2 separate regions of the Bombyx mori genome follow, and region 2 is linked to region 1. Evidence: chromatin contacts called from public Hi-C data. All regions are on one chromosome and are shown on one strand. The core of a region is the stretch at or near the end of the contact, and the rest is flanking DNA. Distances in the headings are between cores, read along the strand shown.

Region 1 (4,277 bases), core at 915-3,414:
AAAAAAACTTTTAAAAATTATAAACACGTAATTATTAATCCTCCATAACTCAACTTACCGACATTATATATCGCGCGAAAACGACACAAAGCACCCATGACACACATAAATATTTATTTGAATTTTCACAATTTCTACTAAATCACAACCCGTAGTGCACTTGCAACACTGAACTGAATACTAAATAAAAACAATACAGTTGCCAAAATCAATAACGTACCTATCTGTGACGTATATTTTTTTTTATTCGCACAGGGCTGCCAGATTTATTATTATTATTTTACTTGGAAATTTTTTGGTGAACGAACGTTTAAATGCGCATTAAATAATAATGACTTTTTTACTATTACTTATTATTGACTAATTTATTCGACACAATTAAGGAAAAGACAACAATATAATCTTTACTATAATCTTAAGGTTATACTTGTTTGTACATTTGTATCACGCAATATATATCACGCAAAAACTGCAGCATCCAATTTCATATTATTATTATTTTGTTGAAAAGTTTACAATTCTATCAAATATATTGATATTTAATATATGATCGCCGCGAGAATGAGAGCCAGAGATGTACAATCAACTCGACAACCAATGTAAAGGGTAAGCTCCCGTTTCAGTAACACCGTTTCCGAATTTAAGGCAGGTGGAATTGTGGGATACAACTAAATTGTGAGATAAGGTCATGTTAAAGTGGCCTTTGAGGCCAACGAAACCACACTCAAGGTCTACTCCATGTGAATAGCCAATTTATTCTGAATGAAAGTCCGTATCTGCATGCGTACCATCGATTAGCATTTGTTTCAAAAGACGAAACAAATAGTTAGTCACTCAGAAAATATTAAGAAAATTATAACGAAATGTCGAATGAGAATACTATCTCAAGACAAGGTTCTTTCTGCGGTAAAAATGATTGAGAAATGTATGACAAGTATTAGTGTGTATAATTATTTAAATTATCATTAAAGCTTTATGTTTTTTTTTCTTTCCACGTTACAATTATCAAATTTCTCGGTTTTATTTATTTATTGCTGAGATGGATGGACGAGCTCACAGCCCACCTGGTGTTGAGTGGTTACTGGAGCCCATAGACATCCACAATATTAAGCGAAATGTCGCGTTTCACCCCTCGATATAGTTTTGACAAGTTCGGGTTTTTTATATTTTATTTTATAAGTTCAATTACCAGTACACCAATATACGGATGTGATAAAAAATACTCCGACATTTTTGTATGTGACGCCATTTTGTTTTTTAAAACACACGCCTTGCTTTATGTTACGTACTGCATTCATAAACACTTCAAACGCGGTTATAAATGCATACAATTATAACTATTTAGGCTATGTGCTACCGTTAGACGAACTCCCAATATGGGATACATTAGCAGTCGGTTCTTTTTTGAAGGAATTATAAAATGTAAATTGCTTTTGGCGCTAGCACGCATTGGTATTGGGAAAGCGACACTGGTGGTAGGACCTCTTGTGAGTCCGCGCGGGTGGGTACCACCGCCCTGTCTATTTCTGCCGTGAAGCAGTAATGCGTTTCGGTTTGAAGGGTGGGGCAGCCGTTGTAACTATACTGAGATCTTAGAACTTATATGTCAAGGTGGGTGGCGCGACATTGACATATATTTTTTTTTATTGCTTAGATGGGTGGACGAGCTCACAGCCCACCTGGTGTTAAGTGGTTACTGGAGCCCATAAACATCTACAACGTAAATGCGCCACCCACCTTGAGATACAAGTTCTAAAGTCTCAGTATAGTTACAACGGCTGCCTCACCCTTCAAATCGAAACGCATTACTGCTTCACGGCAGAAATAGGCGGGGCGGTGGTACCTATCCGCGCGGACTCACAAGTGGTCCTACCACCAGTAATATTTGTAATTAAAGGTCCGTTTTATTTGGTATTAGCATCAACAATGCGATGTTTTTAATTGAACTTCCATTAAATTTACCCCATTCAATTAGCTGAAAAAAAAAAATTGTTATAATTTTTTTTTTTCAAAATTTAAACTTTAAATGCCTGTAAATTGCAAAAGTGTTGCTTAAAACAAATAGCCTTTCACATCTCGATATATTTATCGTTACTGCAGACGCTGGTAACATCATATAATTGTATACGTGATCTCTGCACTCGATGACTCAAACTACGCGAAATTACGATAAGTTTTATGAGTAATGCATTTCTCTCCCTCTCGATATTCCTTTAGTCATAGGCTATGCGACGTCAAATGTTCACTGATTATCGATAAATTTATGATCCGACATCTGATAAATGCTGATTCAAACTTCTTACGCAATCTGTCGCTATACGTTCAAAGAAGATCCGCGGTCTAAAAAATTGACACGAAGACCGTATAATGCTACTTACAAACGTGACTGAAATACAAGAAATACAATGCGCGGTCTGTTTCGATGATGCCTGCCAAGAACTGAAGAAGGAAGTCAGTGGGTTACGTCCTAATGGCCACGTGTTTGATACGAGAATCATTTACATTCATCATTACCATAGTGCAACAGTCGGATAAGGCAGTCGGAGATATTTGGCGTGTTTTTCTTTAGTTCTCCTAATTATTTTTTTAGGCAATTTTTGGCAAAGGGTAGACAAGTCTAAGTATGATCTTATGATATGCCATCGATAGTTTTAATGTTTAGTAAACACATATTCCACAATCGAGACGCTACCTAGTATAAAAAAGGAGAAAGTACACCTAGCTAATTAAAAAAAACTGCCCTATTTCCAATAAATTTTATAAATATTATACAATGTTTTTATAATAATTTGAAAAGTCCTTAATTCAAAATCTCTTAAATGTATTTGTGATGTAAACAATATTGTGCTGAATGCTTTTCATGCTCCCAAATTGATGCATTTTCTTTTATCAAACGATCCCAATAACATCAACACTGACACAAAACCTGTTAACATTTGTATGATATGTATAATAAATATGGGTCCGAACTAATGTTAATATTAACTAATGCTACTCTCATCTTTCACTGTTTACTGTGCTTAGGATATTATTGTACACATCCGCGATTTATTTTTAATACTGTTATTGACTGTTAAAAAGACGCAAGTTTCTGGACACAGAAATAGCTGCATTACGTATTCGTCCCGTCAAACGATGACGTTGACAGACATCAATAATGACAGCGTGACAGCGGTGTAACGTCACGTCGCGATGACGTTTCTATTCAAACGTCGTGCCGCGTCGCGCGTCGGACTGCACTGGGCGGGCGGCGCGACGCTCCCGCCTTTATTATGGTCACGTATTTATAGAATCATTCGAAATTATTTCTTTGGAAAAACCGTTTCGGTGTTTCCGTGGTTGGTAAACAGAAAAAATGCGATTTTAAATAATTTACGGTTACTGATGTTGTCTTTGTTAATGCTCCTCAAGGTTTCTGAAATAGAAATACAAATTTTATTTGTCTTTAATAGAATTTTAAACCTACAGATCAATGTGAGGTGCTCTGTGGCTGTTTGTTGGAAGAACTTACACCTCTGCACCGGAAATTACGTCGTTTCAGAAATGCATCGCGTCTAGACAGACTATTTTCGTTCCTTCGCATGTTTTTTTTTGTCATCAACATATTTTTAAACGCGCATTGTGTCATACGAACTCTCCCGATTTTAATTATGAATGAAAAATATTTGAAATCATATTTTAGACCGGTTAGACCGTTTTAGACCGTTTTAAAAAACAATAATTCTCTCAGAAAGCTGTTACTGAGAAGAATAAATTAGATACCTTCTTCTTCACATACTTGTAAGCAGTATTTATAGTCAAAAACTGAAAAATAACGCAATCACGTCGATATTCATCGAATATATATTTATGGGTAAAAAAAAGCGCGTGATCAATCACGCAAGCAACATCACATCAAGAATGCTGACGCTCAATTTGCAAGAATAAACTTTATGCATTTTAGAATAACGACTACCTTTGAAGGACTTTTTATTACTGATGGTATATTTTACGACACCCGCAATCTGTGATGTATAAGATCGTGAGGTTATTGACCTGAGCATTATATAACAAATTTGGAGTACATTGCGTGCATTAAAAAACTAAATACAATTACAAAAGTATTATTTTACAGTTGTTGTAATGTAGGGATCCGCCACCCACATTCAATTTTATTGAAGGACTCGTTTCACTCTGAAGAATCAGAGAAGCTACTTTACTGGTGGTAGGACCCCTTGTGAGTCCGCGCGAGTAGTAGTGCGTTTCGATTTGAAGGGTGGGGCAGCCGTTGTAACTAT
Region 2 (4,277 bases), core at 980-3,479, 97 kb after region 1:
ACTAAGAATCAGAACAGTTTCACAAGAATAAAAAAAATAAACCATCTCCACACTCAAACGAGAAATATACAGTGCAGTAATATACCATTTTTCATTTTAATCAGAGCATCACATTTTAACTTCTAACAATTGTGTTGATGCAATACTGTTCAATTTATTTTTTGTTTTAAGAACGAAGGTCTTGGCCTGTCTATGATTGTCTGTGGTTGTCCGCCAAATTATTCGATTAAAAAAAAACAATTTTGGCTTAAAGTAAAAATGACCTCTTGCTTGACTCCACCACGTGACGACACCAATAAATAATCAAATTTAAATAATTTTTACTAGGGGTGAGTCTTCAAAAGGTACAATTTTTTTAATTTACATAGAATAACCTAAAGAATCGTTTACACGCTATATGAAATTAAATAAAAACTAAGTTAATTACAACAACAAAGTTCATTGTGAATAAACAAATTATGAATAAACAGGTGGGTAAATTGAGACCAAAACAAACAAAATTCCATTGCTCATTGTATATTATTATAGGACCCAACCTTGTAGGAGACCACACGTGTTTACCTTACTAGGACACGGACCATAGACTATAATAATGCATAGACACGCATCTTCTATATTAGAGATGCGTCACTACTAGAGTTGCCAAGAGCAAGTTTCGATTTGTGTATTTTGTAATTGTGATCGATAATACTATATATAATATTGTGATAATATTATATTGATTAAGATTAAGATAATATTGTGGCGAGCTGACAATAGCCTGTTGGTGAACAGTTACCACTAACCATGTTTGGTAAATAGAGATGAACTGAAAAACTCACAACCCTGGTATTAGGGATTTCGAGACAAGAAATAAAGAACAAAAATAACATATCGAATGGAATATCTGAAGTGAGATTGACCATAATTATCGATTACAAGTGTTTCTTTAGATTTCGTTGTAATTGCGAATGTTTACCATATAATGTGTGAGTAAGAAAGTGCACAAGTGGAATAAAGACGTGAAACTCCTCGAATTTCCAAAAAATCCAATGAAGTTTCTATATCAGCATAGTTTATAGCGGATAATTATTTAAAATTGAAGATTAAAGTCGTTTTCTCTGTCCCTATATCCCTATGTATGCTTAAATCTTTAAAACTACGCAACAGGATTTAATGCGGTTTTTTTTTAATAGATAGAGTGATTGAAGATGAAGGTTTATATGTATAATAACATCCATTAAATAGTGGAGAAATCAATAATAAATTAGATTTTCCGAAGCGAAGCGAGGGCGGGTCCCTAGTAACGTTATAATTCAAATACAAATGGATGTTAAATTATTGCAAAGATGAAAGACACGCCATAAATCTGACGAAACCGGTTTTCAAGTTAAAATAGTGAACTGAGATTATTTACACGTTCTGTTATTCATGTCAATAGCAGATTTACCATAAAACATATATTATTGTCCTCTAATGCTTGTTATGTAAAATACCTTTGACCTTTAAGGATGTCCACAAACAACATTGGGTGTATGCATGTAAGTTTTTGCCTGTTGAAAGCTGCGAGTAGGGATAAGTCACTAAACTTCTACCTTTATCGTTAACCTCTTTTATTGTTCCCGAATGAGAGACGCGAAGACACGAGTCACCTGCTTTTAAACGGTCACCGAAGCCCATGGTCAACTGAAGCTTCAGTGCCGCTGTCTACTAGCGTCGACATAATATTAACGTCTCAAGTACAAAATATCAATAAGATAAATTATTAGGCATAATTAAAAATCCTCGAATAAAGGCTTAGCCATTACTCGCTTTATAATTCCAATAATATGTCACTATAGGCCATTAGATTTAGTCTAGTGACATAAAAAAAATCTATGATAAAAACAAATATCAGTTGAACACCATTTCCTCTTCTGATGTCTAGGATATCTATTTGACATTGACAAGCTTCAATGTCATCAAAATAAAAGAGAAAACAGAATACATAAATAAATCTGAGGCTTGACATGCAAGTGTAAATCTGTAAATTGCATGGATTGTGGTGCTATGCAGTTAGAAATAGGCAGCACTACGTTACCTTCTTTCTTCGTTTTCTGTAATCGTTGCCCTGTCTATTATATGATAGAAGAAGGCCCTCTATTTTAAAAGTCAGACCACACACATAAGTCACAACTTTCAAAAAGACAAACAAAAACAACATTCAAAATACGTTATTTGATTGATACCTTATAAGAATCGATTTCACACTGCAACATTTGAAAAACACAACAAAAACAACAAATCGCACAACTATATTATTTAAAAGTGACAATTTTCCAACTGACACAAACAATAAACTAAATAAAAACAGATAAACATTCGAGATGAAACGTACCTCCATTGATAAAGAAGATAATGTATTCGAGATGGCGCAGTGTGAACCAAGTAAGTACCTACTTGTATTATTTACAATGTTATTTTTATAAGCAAAATAAGGTGATACTTTTAAAATACACGTATTCTTGTATTTTATTTTGCAACTTGTTCGTTTTTATTTTAAGTTTCAGGTCGACGCCCTATGCAATCAAGTCAATTAGATTCAAGTTTATCGTAATTACACATATTATTGTAATAATGAAAAAGCATTGTATTTGTTATAAAATTACGTTCCATTCAATTTAGCCAATACTCAGTTTTCAGAATTTTTGTGGATAAAACGAAAGAGATCGCTTTTAGCTATAAGAACGCCCATTGTACAATTATAGGTACCTGCCTGTTGACTGATTTTGAATGTTAATTGTGTTTTGGTGTACAATAAAGCTTTCTCTGTTTCCATTTTACAAAAAATAAATAAACCAACAAACAAGTATGGCAGAATTTTTTCTTTTTTCCTACCCACTGCCTAATAGCCTCGAGGGGATATCCTGACTTCATCGGGTATGTAGGCGAGCTTACGGGTCTCAGCCTGACACTATGATAACATCAGCCCTAGTAAGAAGAGCAGCGCTTCGCTGAATCTACCCCAAATCAGAACCACGATCCACTGAGAGAATTCGGAGAGAAACTCAGTGTCTGGACTGTCTGTGGGTTAACTTGCATTTCGATGAAAATCATAACCTTCGATGAGTGTGCTGACGCTGCTGCCTGCTGAGATAATTATTATACTTATAAAGAATCGTTGAATCTTAATCTATACACTACACTTTATACACTATATGTATATAAGTTCTTACCGCGATTTTCACTTTTTATGAATACCCGATCATTACGTGTGTTCCAAAACCCCATGATGAGAGATCCGTGAAAATTATTGTTATAATCACATTTATTTGACTATTAATAAAACCATATTGTTTATCGTAACATGGCTCGAAAACAGCTTAACAAGATCGTTCAATTACTGAGAAATACCAGTTAATCAATGTAACCGCTAACAACTTCAGCCGGTTACCGCTATGCTTTGATTTTATCTCAAAGCGAGCCGCCTTAAGGATCTCGGTACCAACATTACGCAAAGATCGCTTATTAATGTTGGTATACAGTTTCGAATAAATAAATAAATAAATAACGGAATTATGGGAATACATAAGCGGAACAGTTGAATGTATTAGTAACATAGAAATCTTCGTTCAAATTGTATTCGTTGATATACCAATGATATACAAAATGATGCCTACTAATCGTTGATTGGTATATCATTTCTAGTTTCTGTTGTTTTTTTATTATTGCTACGATGGATGGACGTGCCCACCTAGTGTTAAATTGTCACGGAGCCCATAGACATCAAACACGTTAATGCGGCCACCCACCTTAGACCCGAGTTCTAAGTCTAAGAGAGAGAGAACATACGTTATTGCACACTAAAATCTCAGAATACAGATTACACTGTATTCTGAGACTAAAATATAGTAAATAAAGAAGTATTACGGCGAAGGTGAATTGGCAACCACTTGAGTTTAGCGATGATGAACCAAGATATAACCGCGTCTTTCGATAACATCAGGCGTTTTACTATTTAAGCCACGACGACTTTAAATATTTAATTTTATTCACCAAGCCTCATAGGAAAGTCTAGTGCAAAGGATGTATTACAATGCTGCTCAATTGACACAGTTTTAGTGCAAGTCTTAAAGTGGTATTCTAATCCCTGTGGACACTCGATGAATTACAAATATTAATGATGGAGCCGGATTCGGACGCGATTGCATGTAACCGACGAACTCGACTTGAATATTACACTATGATAAACAAGCTTAACATTTTTGTATTGGACGACGAAGGGCTCGACGAGCGAATTAACCCATAGATACAGCCCA

What was found. Hi-C and Micro-C count contacts between places; a contact is called where the count stands out from the background.
Region 2: a contact with region 1 is called in a Hi-C map of whole pupa, with 1.8 times the contacts expected there. The contact joins the promoter of LOC110385201 here to the enhancer-like site in region 1. A contact is called at or near these places in 2 of 7 Hi-C or Micro-C datasets (both in whole pupa).

The regions. Positions count from the first base shown.
Region 1 is chr5:1,632,432-1,636,708 of ASM3026992v2, forward strand. All of the region lies in intron 3 of LOC101744937 (rho GTPase-activating protein conundrum), which reads right to left. LOC134198975 (a long non-coding RNA gene) reads left to right here. Exons shown (of 2, transcript XR_009973283.1): 2 at 1-7. Among protein-coding and RNA genes, the nearest start is that of LOC134198975, 4.7 kb to the left of the region's middle. Within about 2 kb of position 2,165, at least 5 of the 8 cell types and tissues checked have open chromatin away from gene starts, as enhancers often do.
Region 2 is chr5:1,729,309-1,733,585 of ASM3026992v2, forward strand. It overlaps LOC110385201, which reads right to left and starts at 2,230. Exons shown (of 5, transcript XM_062668532.1): 1 at 2,060-2,230. It overlaps LOC101744937 (rho GTPase-activating protein conundrum), which reads right to left and starts at 2,333. Exons shown (of 13, transcript XM_012690418.4): 1 at 2,208-2,333. The coding sequence starts at 2,237. LOC101741911 (a long non-coding RNA gene) reads left to right here and starts at 2,265. Exons shown (of 2, transcript XR_209754.4): 1 at 2,265-2,406; 2 at 2,523-2,830.